2 separate regions of the Zea mays genome follow, and region 1 is linked to region 2. A link is a contact called in public Hi-C data. All regions are on one chromosome and are shown on one strand. Each heading gives the region's core, a stretch centred on a gene start, on an enhancer-like site or on the middle of the called end of the contact. The rest is flanking DNA. Distances are from core to core; before and after follow the strand shown.

Region 1 (3,513 bases), core at 971-3,470, 230 kb after region 2:
TTCCGAGCTCCACGCGCGACGTGGGCGCGGGGAAGGCGGACGCGCGCAGCTCGGCGGCGGTTACGCGGGGACGACGGGGCTGACAGCCCGGGCCCGCGACGCAGAGAGAGAGAAGAAAGCGGGTGCGGGCGCGAGGGAAGCGGGGCTGACGGGTTGGGCCCACGGGCAGAGAGAGAGCGAGGGAGCGGGCGCACGCGGGGAAGCGGCAGCGCCGACAGGTCGGGCCCGCTGCGCAGAGAGAGGAGGGGGGGGGGAGAGGCGCACGCGCGAGGTGGGCCGACTGGGCCGAAAGGCCGAGGGGGGCGGGGAAGTGGGCTGCTTTGCCTTTCTCTTTTATTCTGAATTGTTTTTCCCTTTTCTTTTATTTATTCTATTTGATTCAAATTCAAGTGAGCCCCAAATTCAAACCAAACCTTCCAAGAATTATGCACCAAGCAAAAAGTGAAATCTAGGGTTCAACATGATGCAACAATTCATACTCCCTTAGGGTTTAACATAATAAACTATAACTACAAGTAAAATAAGCACTTAACTCCTATAGAAATGAGAAAGAAGAGAATGAGGAAGGATGAGAAAAGGAAGCAACACCTGAATTTGTGAATATGAGCAAAGAAATTTTATACCCCCAAATTCAGGGTGTTACAATGGAGATCAACCGTCGGACAACTGTTCCATATGTAATATGGGACAACAAACCCTGAATTGATATTCTAGGGTCGTTTATGTCGCAACTAATCTCCTCACAAGCTCGAGCGAAAATCTTATCAAAAGATGGTCTTTCATCGAACAACATGGTCACGATCTTCATACCATCAAAAGTAACATTCTCATAAGCATCTATCTCCACCCTTCCTCCATGGTATAGTGTTACTAGGCTATCCATCTATTGCAAAATGGATTACTAACTCAATAATGGCTATATACTTAAGCCTAAAAACTTACTAAGTAATAAATATATATTAACTAATAACTATATAGTAAATATTAAATGAACACATCAAACGAAATTACATAATCTATGAATAATGTACGAAAACAATGTATACCTGAGATCGCGTACGAGTCCAGCTAACGGTGGAGAAGGTCAAGTCGGATGAACACCTACGTACAAAAAAAACTATTGTCAATAAAAAATTTGGCAGCACCTCCCCTGTAAAGTGATGTTTATAGAACCTGCAAATAAACGACAACATGATGGTTGCCAACACAGAAAACATGTAATATCAATGTGCTAAACAAAATGCTAACTATATAATCACTAAGAATTTACTAAACACTAACAATATGCTAAGCAAGAAACTAGCTAACTATTTTAATAAACACTAACAAGAAAATAAATATCTAACTATTTACTAAACAATAAATAAGTGGATAGCTAACTAATTACTAAACACTAACAATAGCTAACAATTTAATAACTAAGTAATTAAAAACAAAAAAAAATTACCTGGCGGCAGTGGCCGGGGCGGGAGCTGGCGCGGTGGCGCGGTGGCCGGGCCGGGGCGGGAGCTGGCGTGGTGCCAGGCGCGCGGCGGCCGGCGCTGGCGAGCTCGGCGGGCGGGGCGAGCGAGCGCGGTCGTCGAAGCTCGGCGGGCGGGGAGGGCGGAGCTCGGCGGTGGTCGGGAACAGCGGCGGCTAGGGCGCGTAGAAGCTGAAAAGTAACAGAGAAGAAACACAGAGAAAAGGGGATTGTGGTTAATTCCTAGCTCGGCGCCAAGATCTGTGGCGCCGAGCTAGGTGCCATGCGGACATCCACGTCACCCCTGCCCGCCATGGCCACGTCACAGCTTGGCGCCATAGGCTGTGGCGCCGAGCTGTGTTACCTCGGCGCCACAGCCTATGACGCCGAGCATCGGATCCAAACGTGTAAATAAAATTTGTGGGGGTCCAAACGTAGATTTGTGTCATAAAAGGGGCTAAAAACAAAAAATTCGGCCGAATTACCCGTACTCAAACTCCATGTCCCCACCTCTGGAACGACCCACCGGCCAGGTGCCACCTCCCGCGGGCCGCGGCCCATGAGTCCATGAGAGTATGAGACATGTCCCTGAGTCCTTGACGGCCTGACCTCGAGCCCAACAAAGCAACTCAGGCATCCACCTACGCGCCTGCTCTACCCTAGTGGGCATTCCTGCCGGCTGCCGACTGCCGTCCCGGCATCCTGTTGTTGCCCATCTCATCGCCCGCGGCCGGCCGCCCAGTGCCGCACAACCACCATATCTCCCTCACAGTCACAGCCTCACTCCATGACGCTCGTTGCCTGCCAGCCAGCCTAATCTATAAGCTCATCGCCGTCGAGGCAGTGCCCAGCTGCTCTCTTCTATTTCTACAAGCGGTCAGGTAGTATTATTAGTATGTTGTATGGCTAATGGCTAATGGCTAATGGCCGATGGCCTGCGAGACAACACCAACTGCGCCGAGCTGCCGCAGACAACACCAACTGCACACTGCTGCATAGGAGGTCAGGAGAAGGCGCTCCAGCGCAGCACGGCAGCAGGGGTACGGACTGATTGAAATTTTCCTTTCCTAAATTGCAAACGCTTGTACGAATCGAGAAGATGGGAGCAGCAGTGCAGCACTACCGTCTCTCCCTGGAGGTGTTCGATGAAATGCCTAAGCTAAGATTATATGCCAAATTCAGTTCTGAATATCTGATTTTCTGCTGCACTGCAAGGTTTAAACCGATCTTAGTTCTGGCATGTGTAAGTATAAGGCAGTGTTGGATGTGCTAGCTGTTCAGTTCATATTTTTATGTTCCTGTCTGGTTCACTGTGGTGTATTTCAAGAACAGATTTGTCTTGCTTTCAAGACATTGACATCTGATTTTTTGGCTCATTAGATTTCTGGACGGATCTGATTGAATAAACCGTGAAGGAGATGCCCTGGAATAGATTCATGCCCTTCCTTTCAAAATGTTGTACTTCTACCGTTCAGACATCTTCATCATATTCATCTTTTTCCTCGTCCTTCTCCCCGATACAACCATGGTTATTTGTGGGTCTTGGCAACCCTGGTGAGAAGTATCAATCCACCAGGCACAACGTAAGTTGCACATCTCATCTTGTATCTCAAAATTTCTCAATATCATGGTACTTATGTTCGTATTTTTTCTTGCAATTTGTTTGCTCACAGGTGGGTTTTGATATGATAGATGCATTTGCGCAATCCCAGGGTATACCCCTGACTACACATTACTTCAAAGCACTCTTTGGTGAAGGTTTGGCGCCATTTACGCACCCTGAGAAAGAATATCACTCCTCATATTTTGTGATACATGTTTTTGTTTCTTAGCACAAAGGGTTAAATGAATGTGTTGTCCGCGCCATTGATTCAGGGATGGTTGATGGAGTCCCTGTTCTTCTTGCCAAGCCCCAGACTTATATGAATCTCAGTGGAGAATCTGTAAGTGACACTTCTGGGCGTGTTTCCTAGTTCTCCTGCCTTGTACTATTCTATTCTTGCATACTTTGTTTCTTTCACTGATTTTCTGTGGTATGGGCATTAATTTAGCTG
Region 2 (3,504 bases), core at 510-3,009:
GAAGGAGAGCCAGAAGGGCATGAACTCCACGCTCTTGGTCCTGATCACTTGCCGCTGTGGTATCAATCGACAAATAAAACAAAATGTTTGATTATTACTAGCTAGTCGTTATTAGCATGCAGTTGCCAGTTGACACTCCGAGTATTAGACACTAGAGCATGTGTATAGATGGCCAAATGGGCCGTGCTTAACGGGCCGGCCCGAAGCACGGCCCGTTTAATAGTGCCGGGTCGGGCCCGACACGACAGCCGTGCCGTGCTTGGGCCGCTGTCTCGGCCCGCAGTGCCGGCCCGGCCCGGCACGATTATATTTTTTTTATTTTATAAAACATAGTATATATATATTTAGATTTTATATTTGCTATTTACAACAAATACGCTAGAGTTCTACTGGTTAGCCTCTTACATTTAGTGCTCCCAGCTTAGAAGAGGGAGGTCCTGGGTTCAAAACCCCACTGCGCCCAATTTTTTTGCAGTTTTTCTGATTAAATGGACAACGTGGGCAAATTAAACGGGCCGGCCCGGCACGGCTACCAGGCCGGCGTGCCGTGCCTGGGCCGCATCTGCGGCACGTGGGCCGACCGGGCACGGCCCGTTTAACTGTCGTGCCTAACGGGCCCGTGCCGGGCCGGGCCGCCCGTTTGGGCACCTATAAGCATGTGCATGCGGCTAGCTATAGCTTATTAGCTTACGATGATGGTGAGAGGAGCGACGAAGACGGCGAAGGCGAAGGCGGAGCCGACGCCGCCGGCGATGGAGACGCGGCGCTGCCCGTCGACGTAGAACTGCAGGAAGGCGACCATGGCCCCGAAGAGCCCCATGTTCATGGTGCAGAGCAGCTTGAGGGTGAAAGCCATCGCGGGCTTGGGCGCGTAGGTGAGGTAGATGGCGAGGTAGACGGACTCGACGACGCAGGCGATGGTGTTGATGGAGAGGAGGAGGAGGTCCACGCTGAGCAGCGCGTAGTAGAGCCACAGCATTGCGCTCAGCAGAGCCACCACGTACGGCACCGACTGGAACGACTCCGTCGACTTCTTCTTGTAAACACGGTAGAACGTCGGCCTGCACGTACCGTACGTACATCAATATATTACTGTTTCATAGAGGTGAATAGGTGATGATGATGAATATTAGGAGCGCTAGCTAGCTAGAGCAGTTCTGATTCTGAATAATATATGCATGTACTCTGATATGATACTCACACTGGTGCAAGGGTGACCAAGAATGATAAGATGTTGCCTGTAGAGAGAAAAAAAACAGAACAAGCGAAAATTAGCTCATTTATTTACATGTATATTGTACATGAACAGCAACTCTGGATCGAGTGATATATTAGCTTGCCAGCAGATCGAACACGTAATTTGCAGCAGGGCGACAGTTTTTATATATTTCACTTCAGCGGCAGAGTAAATATATGTTTACTATCTGACTGTTTGTCAGGGGTGGGGGCCGGGGATTAACAAAAGTAGCTTAGAGCAATCGATCGACAACTATACCGCGCTAAATTTGTGAGAAAATAATGCAGCGCATCTTCCACAAAAGAAAACTGTGAGCATGCATGCGTGCATAACTGCATATATATACCTAGGATCCCCACAGCAAACACCACCGGGTGCCCAACAGTAATCATCTTGAATGCTCAGCTAGCTCTCTCAATAGGTGCCTAACAACAGGATCGAGAGCTAAGCAGCAGGGGCCGCCTGTCTAGCTAGCTTGTGTTGTTTCGCTAGTTCAGGCCAAACACTCTACTGCGCACACGCCTGACACAGCACAATGCGATCTCCCTTCCTGGCCACGGCACGGTATTTATAGGGCCCGACGCGAGATAACTAATGCTAAAGTAATAATCTGATAAGGAGAGGCTGGGTCTCGATCTGCGCTGCATGCTTTGCAGCTGAATTATGGGAAGAGTTGTTTGCCATCCGGTCCTCCGGTGGCTCTGCATGCGCATACGTGTTGGCGGGCGCACTCGCCACACCCCGATCCTAATCACATCCTCGCCTGGCTTATGTGTCAGTAATCCGCGACATGTCGCAGTAAGGCGGCGCGTCTCGTATGACACATGTATATTTACTGTGTTACTTGCCGTCTACATGTGTCGATCGATCTCTCCCTAGCTCCCTCGTTTGTTCAGGATATGTAGGTAACATGAGCGCACATGTACATGCATGTTGTGTTCATCGATCTCCCTCGCTCGTTTGTTCAGGACATACATATAACGACGACACGATCACATGCACGGGCGCACATGTGTTGTGTTCATCGGTCTAGCTACTGTGATCAACAATATTCTCTCCTTGTCGTTGTTGATCAACAATGTGACCGATCTTTTTCATGCTCTAATAAGGAAAATATATATGTACGTATTTATTTGGACATTCTCATTTGTTGGCGATTAATCTGTTTAGAAAGCTAGCGGGGCATATAATAAGAGTTCTAGGCAGATAGCTGCTTGCATTGGGGGGGCATGCATGCAGGATAACCTGGCAAAAGTTGCAATCATGCAAGTAAAATACTAACACACCACCCTTTTTTTTCTATACCAAATTAAAGTACCCGCCGTGAGAGAAAAAAAAATCTAGCTAGACAATGGTAGGCGCAGTGAAAAATTAAATCCTTACCAGCAACTACCGCAGCTGGCCCTAGTGTGGCGCGGTTACTTTGGAGCACCGCGACGTACCAGACCAGAGTACGACCGACCATGCTGCTGCATGCATTTGCTACGCGGTCTCGGCCGGTCGCGTCAAAAAAGTAGTACGTCTCTAGCGCGGCAAGCACCACGGATGCAGGGTTACTACACACGTCGTTAGGCCGCGAGGCGATCAGGACCGTCCACATGCGCAGCCTATGCTATGATTGGGGCGGCGATCCCCGGCGTAGACGTGCGTGCGTGCCCGGCGAGCTGGCTGCCCACCTATATCCAAATCAGAACAACCGGCGCGCGGCGACTAGTATAGGAGGGTGAATCGAAGCCTCAAATTTTTCTCGTCAAGCAGGCAGACATACGTACGAGCGAGCAATATATTGGTGATGTCCAGAATATTACCCACAAATCTCAGCGGGCTTACGGCCGGACGACGACCCTATAACATCGTCTCACTACCGCAATTCGGCCAACATTTGCCGAGTGCTAGCCTTTTTGTCGAGTGTTTTTTCTCGGACACTCGGTAAAGCAGCCTTTGTCGAGAGCCGCACTCGGCAAAGTCCTGCTCTCGGTAACGAGCTGGTTTACCGAGTGCAGGACACTCGGCACAGAAAAACTCTCGGCAAAGACACGTTTGGCGAGTGGCAAACACTCGGCAAAGGCGGCTCTCGGCAAAGGACCGTCAGCGGCCGTTCTAAAGCTGACGGCCGTCAGCCTTTGCCGAGGACCGAGGTCGGCACTCGGCAAAGGGGCTTCTTTGCCTAGTGCCAAATATCTGGCACTCGACAAAGACCTCTTTACCGAGTGTCTTCTTTGGACACTCGGCAATATATATTTTTATTTTTTTAATTTTGGTAACCA

What was found. A called contact is a pair of places that touch in the nucleus more often than the background predicts.
Region 1: a contact with region 2 is called in a Hi-C map of ear, with 3 times the contacts expected there. The contact joins the promoter of LOC100217227 here to the promoter of LOC100217087 in region 2. A contact is called at or near these places in 5 of 25 Hi-C or Micro-C datasets (bundle sheath, ear, endosperm and 2 more).

Annotation. Positions count from the first base shown.
Region 1 is chr1:59,564,595-59,568,107 of Zm-B73-REFERENCE-NAM-5.0, forward strand. LOC100217227 reads left to right here and starts at 2,221. Exons shown (of 9, transcript NM_001143583.1): 1 at 2,221-2,499; 2 at 2,840-3,042; 3 at 3,133-3,217; 4 at 3,335-3,402. The coding sequence starts at 2,878.
Region 2 is chr1:59,333,441-59,336,944 of Zm-B73-REFERENCE-NAM-5.0, forward strand. It overlaps LOC100217087, which reads right to left and starts at 1,760. Exons shown (of 5, transcript NM_001143456.1): 1 at 1,584-1,760; 2 at 1,202-1,238; 3 at 692-1,061; 4 at 1-54. The coding sequence starts at 1,629.